2 separate regions of the Mus musculus genome follow, and region 2 is linked to region 1. A link is a contact called in public HiCAR-type data. All regions are on one chromosome and are shown on one strand. The core of a region is the stretch at or near the end of the contact, and the rest is flanking DNA. Distances in the headings are between cores, read along the strand shown.

Region 1 (6,307 bases), core at 455-2,954:
AGTTGGAGAGAGAGGCCAGGGCAAGGCGGAGGGAGGGGAAAGGGGGAAGGAAAATTGAAAGAGAAAATTGCAGCCATATGAACGGACTGTTGGTACATGAATATGAATATTCATATTCATGCAATGAATATGTTGGTACATGAGTGATATTCAAGTGTAACATGTATTTTATTTTCAAGCTCAGGTGGAAAGCATCTGGGATCTGACTCAAGCAATGTCCAGGTAGGCAACAGGGCACAGGAGGTTCAGGGGACTATAAGGTCAATCTTAGCACTCAGAAAGCAGGCCCAGCAGGGAACACAGGTCACATGAGCCCAAGGCTCTGTGGTGGTGAGCGGAATGTATCCAAGATTACTTTGTTGGTGTCTGGGAAGCTGAAGGTCAGAATACAACCCCACAAACTGGGTCAGAGGATAGGAGATGAGGTAGTTGCTCCATCTGCAGGGAGGAATGGTATAAACAGGACACTGGTACAAGTTTCATTCTGGGTTGTTCCTATAGAAGTGATTCACACAATTTGTTAACCATTTCACTTGTAGCACCTATCATTAGTGACTGCTGGAAACTAGGAGGCTCTCAAATATTCTGCAAATGGTGTTAGCCTGTAGGCAGTATGTCATATACATTTGTAAGCAGCAAGGTGGGGACTTAGTCTCCCCTTGTTGATAAGAGGCAGGTGCTAATATCCTCCGTTCTGCATGCAATAGGGTGGAGCGGGATCAATTAGGGCTGGCAGACAGAGCCTGCTTATTCCTATATTGTGAAGAGAAGGTAAACCAAGGAATGGCTAGACCGCCCTATCTAAAGTTACTCTCTTAATGTGGAGGCTGGCAGACTTCGCCAATATGTCCCTGCCACCCTCTGTCCCTGCGAGATGAAAACCCTATGCACCATTCCTGAAAGTAAAAAGCCCAGGGCTATCTATGTTGTTAAAAAAGAAGTCAGCAAACCTAAAAAGGCAGAGATCCCCCCTTTAGACACCTCCAGGGCTCCCCAATGCTTTCTTGACAGTTCACATCCTAGCCAGATAGTTCAAGGATGGCTTTTCCAATTTGGAAGACTGTCTCTACATCAGGAAAGTTGGAATGAACTTTTGCTAAGACAGCCCACGGAATCCCGGACAGGCAATCCCTCCCACTCCCAGCATGCCTGAGCCAATGGGAGGGTCAGTGAGTCAGAGAGGTGGGGTTTTCCTTCCAGGGGCTAAGTTCTGCTTCTATCCTGCCTGCCCTTGGCTTTTTTCTCTTCAGGTTAATGGGATCTGTCAGCTTGGTTTGTGCTTGTGCAGCTGCGTGCACACAAGCCGTTCCCCTCTTCCCATCTGACGGTTGGAGGCCACCCATTATTATCAGCCCTTACTGGTTCAGAGAAATAGAACTTTAAGACAGGCTTCCAGAGAAGTTCCGATAAATCAGTCGCTGTCGTCAGCTCTTTCTGGATGGTGGCCACCGCGGTTACCTAACTAGCCACTCTATTTCCATGCTTTTACTCGTACAAGCCAGGCTCTTCACACCTCAGCCTGAGTGAGCTTTTGAAAACCATAATTCCCTCATGTCCCCTCCTGGATCAATACCCCGTAGTGGCTTTCTTCATCTCTCAGGCTAAGATCCAGGCTCCTTGAGAGGGAGGCTCGGGCGGCCCGGTGACTTTAGGCCTAGCTGAGACAATTTCACGCAGACCTGAGATCTATGGACCTCAGAGATTGTGGGGGTGGGGGTGGGGCGTTCACACTGTTCTCTAGGCAGATGACCTCACATAGGTTACTACTTGGAGAGCTCTCGCACTAAGAGATTACATTACAGAAGTCTAGTTATAAAACAGGGTATAATATGAAATGCTGTCTTGAGGATAAAAATGTAAAGGCTGATCCCAAATTGCACATGAGTTCAGGATTTGCGGGGAGTCTGGGGACACTAGGAGAAGAAGGCTTCATCTGTATGGCCATGGGGAAGCCATTACCCACGTTGGGTTAAAACTGTCTAGTGGACTGTTTGAGACCATCCATGTCCTTGTCAGTAACTCCCAATAAACTCATTGTTTCCCCAGGATGGACTTGGATGGAGTCATACTTTGATTTGGTGTTTGAATCAAAGATGGATGCAATTCATATCACCTCCGTGGAAGAAATGTTCATGAAACTCAAGTAATGTAGTTTCTTTCGTCTTCCTTTAAAAACTGTGGCACAATAAACTTGTTAGTTTTACCACCTTTGCCATTTCCAAGTATATAGTTCAGAGAAGTGTTAAGTGCTATGGGTGTTTTATACCCATTACTTTTATCTATCTGCAGAAGGTTTCCATCACTTGAATTGAAATTCTACCTATCTGATAATGACAGCCCATTTTCCTTCCCCACGAGCCTATGGTGACTAGTGTCTTCACGTAAGTGAAAGCACACAGTATTTATCCTCCTGTGTGCCTGTCTTGTTCACTCAGTGTGTCTTCACAGATCCCTTGTTTATTTCCTCTTGGAGAAAGTCTGTTCAAGTTCCCTGCCAATTTTTAATAAAGCTACCGCTTGATGTCAGGTCACAGGAGCTCCTCGTGTATTCTGGACTCCAATCCCTCATTAGATATGTGCTTTATAAACATTTCCTCACTTCTCTGATTTGCCGCTTTTGTTCTTTTGGTAGAATCTTTCGATATGTTCTGGAATGAATTAAAAAAAAAAAAAACCAACGAAGCCTCATTTGTGTGTTTTTTTTTTTTTTTTTTTTTTGCCAGTGCCTGGGTCACAGTCATTAAAGAAATAGTGCCAACACAGTATAATGAGAATGCCTCCTGTTTTATTCATGGTTTTACAATTTTAGTTGTTACTCTTAGGTTTCTGATGTGCTTGAGTTAATTTTTATAAATAGTATTAAGCAGAGAAACAACTGCTACTACTGTTTCTTCTCCCTCTCCTTCTTCCTCCTCCGTTTCTTGTCCTTGGTTTGAGACAGGCTGTTCCCATGTGACTCCAGCTGGCTTTGACCCTTCTGATAAATCCTCCCAAGTGCTTGTACTGTAGGCAGGTGCCACCATGCCCAGCTCAATGTCATTCTTCTGCACTTGGGCTCCAGGGTTTCTAATATAGATTATTGAAAAGGCTGCTGTATCCTCTTAAAAACATTTTTCTTCATCAACACATGAGCCAAGTAATTACAGAAGTTTTATCTTTTTTTTTTTTTTTTTTTTTTTTTTTTTTGAGATAGGGTCTCTACATGGGTCTGGCTGTCCTGGAACTTGTTCTGTAGACCAGGCTGACCTTGATCTCAGAGATCTGCCTGCCTCTGCCTCCTGAGTGCTGGGATTAAAAGTGTGTGCTACCATGCCCCACTGTGTTGAATTCTTATTGAATGGTCATAGAACTCTTGTTGGAATCATGTGCCCATACCTACCAGAGTTTATTTATGGCTTTCAGACCTTTCCCATTGTTTTGTATATCTGTCTTTATGCTCCTGATATACTATTTTGATTATTGCAGTAAAATGTGAAATTAGGAAGCTTGATTTAACTTTATTATTGTTGCTGTTGTTACTATTATTTTGGTTGTTAGCGCCCCTTTAGATTCATGTCAACTTTAGGAGCTTTGTCTATGATTACAGAAGCAATGTTGTGATTTTGAGAGGGATTCTGTCATTGTAGATTGCTTTGGCTATTGCTGGCGCTTAACAGTATTAAATGTTCCAACCCATGAATCTGGGATGCCTTTCCACTTACTGTTGTCTTATTTAATTTCTGTCAAAGTGTTCTTCACGTTCCTGAGATAGGTCCTTTATTTATATCCTTGACTAATTCCTAGCAGTTATACCTGGAGCTGTTTTCTTTATTTCTTTCCCAGCTTGTTCATTGCTAGAGAACACATTACAGCAAGGCCGTGAAAGTCCATACTGGATCCTTCAACTATGCTGGGCTCACTTATTAGTTATGATTGTCATTCATGAGTGCCAGTTTTAATGCTACATTAATTTTTATGTATAAGATCATATTGTCTTAGGCACACAATTGAACTCTCTCTGTCTCTGTCTCTGTCTCTCTCTGTGTCTCTCTTCTTCCCTACTCCCCTTTCTTTCCAACCCTCACTCTTTCCCTCTTGTTCTTGCGGTGCTGAGGTTTAACCGCAGAGGCTTGCACACGCCAGGCAAGAGCGCTACCACGGAGCTACATCCCTATCTGTTTCCTAATTCTTCTACCTAAAACTTTCAATATAATGTTTACTACAAGTGATGAAATAGGCACCTTGTCTCCTGCCTGACCCGAGAGGAACAAGTTGCTGGGCCTCTATCACCAATATCCCGTTAATTGTGTTATTTAATACCAAACCTTTGCTAGCCTAGGGAGGTTCCTTTCAGTTCCTTCTGACTTCCTTATAGTCATGGAAGGATGCTGAACTGTGTCAGATGCCGAACTGCATCAGTAGAGGTTAATTTTTGTCCCTTTATTTGTTGATGCGGTTTATTGATTGCATTGATTGGCTTTTGTGCAATGGACTATCTTTGTATTTTTAGAATAACTCCTACTTGTTGGTGATGAATACTCATTTTTAATGTACAGACAAATTTCATTTTCTCTTTTAATTGTTTGGATTATCAGAACAATATTCATAAGGATGTTGCTTTGTACTTTTTTTTCTGACTTAAGTGGCCTTGTGGAATGAGTTAAAAATATCTTTTTCATTTTTGGGGGAAAAGCAGGGAGATTTGTAAAGGATTGGTCTTAGTCAAGAGTCTTATAGATTGGCACTAACGCCTATTATCCAGGAGAACTTCCGATGAGTTACTCAGTCTTCTTACCAGCTGTGGTCCATTTGGACTTTCCATTTCCTCACAGATTTCAGTAGGTATTGTGTTTCCAGGAAGTTTTCCATTTTATCTGGGCTGCTATATTTGTTAGTGTGTAATCGTTTAGAATGCTCTCTTAGCATTCTTAATTTCATAGAACTAGAAGTTACATTTCCAAAATGGGACCTCATATAATTGCAAAGCTTCTGTAAGGCAAAGGACACTGTCAATAGGATAAAACAGCAACCAACAGATTGTAAAAAAGAACTTTACTAACCCTACATCCGATAGAGGGCTAATATGCAATACATACAAAGAACTCAAGAACTTAGACTCCAGAGAAACAAATAATCCTATTAAAAATGGGGTACAGAGCTAAACAAAGAATTCTCAACTGAGGAATACCGAATGGCTGAGAAGAACCTAAAGAAATGTTCAACATCTTTAGTCATCAGGGGAATGCAAATCAAAACAACCCTGAGATTCCACCCCACACCAGTCAGAATGGCTAAGATCAAAAACTCAGGTGACAGCAGATGCTGGAGAGGATGTGGAGAAAGAGGAACACTCCTCCATTGCTGGTGGGATTGCAAGCTGGTACAACCACTCTGGAAATCAGTTTGGCAGTTCCTCAGAAAATTGGACATAGTACTACCTGAGGACCCAACAATACCAGTCCTAGGCATATACCCAGAAGATGCTCCAACATGTAATAAGGACACATGCTCCACTATGTTCATAGCAGCCTTATTTATAATAGCCAGAAGCTTGAAAGAACCCAGATGTTCCTCAACAAAGGAATAGATACAGGAAAAGTGGTACAATGGAGTAGTACTTAGCTATTCAAAACAATGAATTTATGAAATTCTTAGGCAAATGAGTCAACTAGAAAATATCATCCTGACTGGGGTAACCCAATCCCAAAAAACCCACATGATATGCACTCACTGATAAGTGGATATTAGCCCAGAAGCTCAGATTACCCAAGATACAATTTGCAAAACACATGAAATTTAAGAAGAAGGAAGACCAAAGTGTGGATACTTCAGTCCTTCTTAGAAGGGGGAACAAAATACCCATGGGAGGAGAAACAGAGACAAAGTGTGGAGCAGAGACTGAAGGAATGACCATCCCGAGATTTCTCCACCTGGGGATCCACCCCATATACAGTCACCAAACCCAGACACAAGTGCTTGCTGACAGGAGCTTGATATAGCTGTCTCCTGAGAGGCTCTGCCAGTGCCTGACAAATACAGAAGTGGATGTTCTCAGCTAAGCATTGGACTGAGCACAGGGTCTCCAATGGAAGAGCTAGAGAAAGGGTCCAAGGAGCTGAAGGAGCTTGCAGCCCCATAGGAGGAACAACAATATGAACCAACCAGTACCCCCAGAGCTCCCAGGGACTAAACCACCAACCAAAGAGCACATGGTGGGACTCATGGCTCCAGATGCCTATGCAGCAGAGGATGGCTTTGTAGGTCATCAATGGGAGGAGAGGCCCTTGGTCCTGTGAAGGCTTGATGCCCCAATGTAGGGGAATGCCAG
Region 2 (5,857 bases), core at 1,668-4,167, 380 kb after region 1:
AATCTAACTGTAAAAACCTGATCTTCCAACTCCCCTTGGGTAGTCTAATGTACCCATAGCTAAGGATGGCATATTGGCAGTGGACGTTTGCTCTTTTTTTGGCTTTTATGAGATATAAGACCGCCCATGTTACAAATTTAGTACATTTGCCATGGGGGCCTAAGGGTCCCAAGAGGAGGGTTGTTTTGTGGCAATGGCCCTCCAATTTTTACCTTTGGCCTACCTATTTTTCTACAGGGGTGATATGATGTCTTCAGATCAAATGTCTACCAGAGGCCATGCTTATGCTGTGAAGCTCCTAAGAACTATAATGCAGCCAGACACACCCCTCCACAGATTGTTGTATCACAGGGAGAAACTACATCTAGTTCTTCGAGATGTCTTGGGCATGACTGACTCTATTCATAAATCCCAAGCCTTCAACTTTCCTCTATCCATTACTCTTTTTACTTGATGAATCTTTTATTATAATTGAAATAGCTTCCTCTTCTCCAACCCATCAGTTCCTACAAGAGATTTCTTAACGCCATCCCACAAGGAAACTATTTCTTCCACAACACTCTCAGAAAGGAGCAGGTCCTCCAGTCTTCCACTGACATCATCCTTAGGAACAAAATGATTTGGGCACAAATTTCTAACAGTGTAGATGGATAGAAATCCGAGGCTAGGTTCCTATCTTCTACAGCCATTTGCACTGTTACATTAATAGCTAATGGGTAAGCATTAACTCGATCATGAGCTTTACATTCAATGTATATAATAAGAAAGAGTTCAAAGATAAAAGTTTTATTTTCATGTTATTAAATACTACAAGATATGTCAAGCAGCACCAAATTTTTGCTTTTCTTTCAAGTATAACCTCCTGGAGGTCAAACGTTTATATATTTTTCTCTAAATTACATTACCAGAACCTAAAGTATACCAGGAAAATAATTAGTACCTGGTAATAAATATGCACTCAAGTGACAAATGCACAGAAGAGTATAATGTGAGAGGGTAATGCCTGTAACCGTTCCCAGCTGGTGCCTAGTTTTACCCGTGTAACAATACTGAGCTGGTGAAAAGCTCCCCTCCATAATACATCAGGAATGCAAGTGACTAGAGGTTCTTTTATCTTATCCCTGTGGTTCAGAGGGGTTTCTATTGGCACTAGAAAGAGTAGGGACAGAAGTTATAAGCTAGAACTCAACCACATGGCTATACCTTCCTGAATAAGAAGCTAGGACATTTCTAGCTACACCCAGAAAAAACTGGCAATGCCCTATGGTTATGAATAGCTAAGTAGCTTCTACACTTGGGATGGTGAAAACCAGATGCCATGTTATCTCCTAAAAGAAAACTGCTTTTGCCCACATAGAAAACATCAGTTGTATTATTCTCTCTTCTTAGTGTATAAACAGAAACATGTATTAGGGACCTACCTTGGAGTGAATACAACCACCTTGGTCATACAAAGTCATTAAGATAGTTGTGTGATGTGATGAACCAGGCACTGCTGCCATGCTTTGCCTCTTCTTAACTGACACTAATTATTGAGGAAAGACAAATATTTCACTCATAGCCAATTTTCTCAGCTTAGTATATGAAGTGTTTCCCCCAGAAATCTACCTCTCTTCCTATTCCCTAGGATACACCTTTACTCAAAAGTCCATAGTAAGATGCACTTTGTGCAATACTAGACCTGTTTGTTTGTCTGTCTCTCTCTCTGGTCTTACAGCTCCTTGTGACTGGCTCTTGCACACTAAGCCTGGGATTTTCTAAGGTAGCATGTAAAATGAACACTTGTCTAGCATGGAATACAGTTTCTTCATATCAGTACCACCATCGACTGTGCCATCAGAGCTAGGAAAAGAGACATCATCTGTTCTCCCTGCTACCCCAGGCAGAATCCTTCCACATGGCCTAGATAAGGTCATATGTGCTATTCTCTCTCAGCATATAATTTAAATCTGGCCTCCTCTCTTTGACTATGTTGTCTCCTTAGTTTTTGGGTACAGGTTGTTAACTTTAAGTGATATAGCACATTTTGAGATGGACTTGAGCCCACTAGTTTTCTAGTATAATTGATTCAATTTCCTTCTTGCACTGAAGTTGTGATTCTAAAGAAAAAGTTGCTAGATTCTACCTCAATTGAACAAGTGAAAACAAAGGAAGACAAACAATGAAGCCTTTCCTTTCTGTGGAATCTCCATTAAGCCCTAAACTTACTAAGGCTGGCATTTCAACTCAACTTCTACTATCACCCTACCCCAAATCCTGAGGGAAGATTTACCTCTAACTCTTTCTTCTGTATTTTATCTTATTCCATTATTCATCATGTTGGTTTATCCACTGCTATTGACTCCTATAAAACTAGACTCTATTTGGTATTATCTTGCTTGCTTGATATCCTGAATACCTGTACCAGCTTCTAGTATAAACTGGATAACCTTTAACTATCTCAAAAGAATGTGAACTCAAAGCGAAACAGCCATCCCATGAATTTTCTCTCTCGAGGTTAAAGGAATATACCAAAATTGGAAGTAGAAGTGAGACTATTACATTCTAGAACCCAAACACATTCTTTCTCCCTACAATACTCTAGAAATTATCACCACTGCCACTATCATCATCATGATCATCATACAGCTAGTTCTAAACTACCTTTAATTTCCCACATACATAGTTCAGTACTCTTTGTTTGCTTTGCCTCAGGAATGTAGCCACCAGACAGCCCAATTTTGTGAGATCTTGTTTCCCAAAAAGTTCATAGAGTGTTCCAAACTTGTTGCTGGAGCCACTGTGTTTCATCTTTAAGTCTTTAATCCAACTGGCTCACCAGCTTCCAGGCACAAATGAGTCTTCTTGAGACAGGGTCAGGATGCCACAGAGTTCAAGGGTGATTTTGCATCATCAGAATCATACATGGCTCTATTGAGCAATTACATTTCACACTGACTCAGAATCGGGGCTCTAGTCTGGGAATCCAAGGGAGTGAGAATGAAGATCTCTTTTTACTAACATCCCCTCCCCTTGTAAATCTGGTGAGTTATTCAGAGTCGGTTCAGACTCTAAATGTCTGGCCTCTGCTTTTCCTTCCCACTTAACCTCTTTAAGATCCATGTGGTCAATAGTTTACCCGAGATATATGATCCCTTCGACCCCATAAAACATGTGATGTTTTTAAGATGTTTTTGTGAAACACAACTTTCTTTCTGCTTTAGGAAGTTCTTTTAAAGGCATGCATTCTTAGTTTTACTTCTTCCCTGATATTTAATGAGGCATATATTGGCTCTTGTAGCATTTCATTTTTAAAGGAATTTTAAATATTTTTATTAATTTTTTGGTAATTTAATACAGTGTATTTTTTATCATACTCACCCTCTTCCCAGATCCACCCCTTCCATAACAACCCAACTCTGTCTCTTCATTTTTGGTAATCTCATTGTGTCCAATTTGTGCTGCACACATACTCTTGGGAGTGTGGTTGACCTCCCAGGGGCCACACCCTTAAAGAAAACTAGCTCATCCCCTCTCAGCAACTCTCTGTTCCCAGCTGTTCCTTAGCCAAGGGTGGGACTTTATGCCCAATCCCACCCACCGTCAAACTGGAATTTTGTCTGGCTTGAATTACATTTTACTTTTTAAAAATAACAACAGTTTCAAACTCCATACCAGTAATTTACTTTTTTTGGATAAAGAAATGAAAACTGAAAAAGTTCATCCCAAAGCCACACAGGCTGCTAAGTGACCTGCAAAGTACCTGAGCCTGGGACACAAATCTAATTCTATACTGATAAAAGCCTTTGCATTTTACGACGTGTTAATTTGTTTTGACCTGACCATTTTGATGCCAAGGAGGTCTTGATAGGGCTCGCAGGCTGAGAGAGGGAGGCAAGCTTACACACAGCAAAGAAATATGCTAAAATATTTCTTCTGTATACATTATTACAAATATAAAATACAGTGTTTATAGATAATATAAATAATTTATAAATATACATGTTTATAAGTATATACAAAATAATATGTATAATTGCATAGCAAATATATAATACATATTTATATAGTAAATATATAATGGTATAGCAAAGCATGAAAACATTGTTTTATATTTATACTTATAAATTACAATACTTAAAAAATTTGCTATACCATTTTAACAAGGCTTTCTCAAAACATGCTGCTTTCTTCCACTATTCCTCTGCCATGAACTCATAGTCTATACAGAACACAAACCTGAGAAAGATCGCTTTGGAGTGATGTATCCCAGCCACTTTCTGTCACCACTGAGTAAACCTGAGGAATGACCTGCTAAAGATGATGAAAGTTGGTGGTGTAAGAACCAAGTCTAAAGGATGCTCCTGACTCCATACAGCTCTGCCTCACACAACCAGCTTTGCCTTGCTCTGTCCAAGCTGCCTCTGCCCCCTCAACCTCATGAGAACCAAAGAACACATCAGGAATCTCACTTCACAATATTTGTCCTCCACATGATGCTAAATTCACATTACGTGTCTTGCAATGGCATAAAATTTAAACACGTGTACTCAATCTACTTTATTAAGTGGATAAAATTAAGTTTCACTGAGAGAAAATGAAGTACATTTAGAAAAATAGAGTAGAAAGGAAGATACCTTTAAAGCTCAATTACCAAAAATTTTTAAATAAATATGATTATTAAGGAAAATGACTGTTGAAACATTCTAAAAAATTAGTCTGTAGTTAAGTTTTGAAGAATACAACACAAAGGGAATTTTTTTAAAAGGCAATTAAGGCTAGAAACTAAAAGGACTTTTTAAACATAAAAAGAATAGGTAGTGGAATAAATTTTTGTGTAAATTCTTTATTTTAATTTTTAAAATTTAAAAAATATTACGTTTAATTTTTACAGTCCAGTTGTTATTCTCCTCCTGATCCACCCTCCCACAGTTCCTCATCCCATTTCTCCTCCTTCCTGTCTCCACCCTCACCTCACACAAGACCTCCCCACTTCCTGACATCTCAAGTCTCTCCCGGGTTAGGTGAACCATCTTCTCTCACTGAGGCCAGACCAAGCGGTCCTCTGCTGTATGTGTTGGGGCCTTGGATCTGCTAGTGTATGGTGCCTGGTTGGTGACTCAGGGTCTGAGAGATCTCAGAGTTAGTTGAGATTGCTGGTCTTCCTATGGATTTACCCTGCTCCTCAGATTCTTCCAGCATTTCCGTGTCAACCACAGGGGTCCCTGACTTCAGTCCAATGGTCGGGTGTAAATACCTGCATCTGTCTCAGTCAGCTGCTTGTTGGCCCTCTCAGAGGACAGCCATGATAGGCTCCTATCTGTAAGCATATCACAGAGCATCAGTAATAACATCAGGCCTTGGAGCCTACTCTTGAGATGGATCCCAAGTTGGGCCGTCACTGGACCACTTTTCCCTCAGTCTCTTCTACATTTTTGTCCCTGCAGTTCTTTTAGACAGGAACAATTCTGGGTCTGAGTTTTTGACTGTGGCATGGCAACCCCATCCCTCTACTTGATGGGGAAAGGGAATTTGTAGAGTCTATGTGTAAATTCTTAAAAGTAAGAATGTTATTTATCCAAGAAGCTCTGGTCTGAAAGCCAAGGGACAGAGAAGTGAGCTCCCTTCTTACTGTATACCAGGAGCTACGAGAGCTTCTAAAAGTTCAGGGTAGATAGTAGGTGTTTCTTAGTGTGTGTCTTGCTGATACCTCTGCTTCAAACTGCATCCCAATCAACCCCAGAATGCCTGGTCCATTCTCCTGATGAAGCAATGACTGAATGCTGTTGGTGGTGGTGCACGCCTTTAATCCCAGCACTTGGGAGGCAGTGGCAGGCAGATTTCTGAATTTGAGGCCAGCCTGGTCTACAAAGTGAGT

The links. HiCAR-type assays count read pairs that join an accessible place to other places.
Region 2: a HiCAR-type map of fibro-adipogenic progenitors shows a contact between it and region 1, with 6 times the contacts expected there. The contact joins the enhancer-like site here to the promoter of 4933407I05Rik in region 1. A contact is called at or near these places in 7 of 484 Hi-C or Micro-C datasets (cerebellar granule neurons, embryonic stem cells and nephron progenitors), 1 of 115 datasets of contacts at active chromatin or transcription factors (fibro-adipogenic progenitors) and 1 of 9 other capture datasets (embryonic stem cells).

What each region holds. Positions count from the first base shown.
Region 1 is chr9:51,909,826-51,916,132 of GRCm38.p6, reverse strand. It overlaps 4933407I05Rik (RIKEN cDNA 4933407I05 gene), which reads right to left and starts at 1,704. Exons shown (of 3, transcript NR_040731.1): 1 at 1,574-1,704. Gm6980 (a long non-coding RNA gene) reads left to right here. Exons shown (of 4, transcript XR_870743.2): 3 at 185-222; 4 at 2,047-2,657.
Region 2 is chr9:51,536,146-51,542,002 of GRCm38.p6, reverse strand. No RefSeq gene overlaps it. Among named protein-coding and RNA genes, the nearest start is that of 1810046K07Rik, 210 kb to the right of the region's middle. Within about 2 kb of position 2,917, at least 11 of the 459 cell types and tissues checked have an H3K27ac peak or open chromatin away from gene starts, as enhancers often do. A contact at or near this core is called in fibro-adipogenic progenitors, where this site is marked.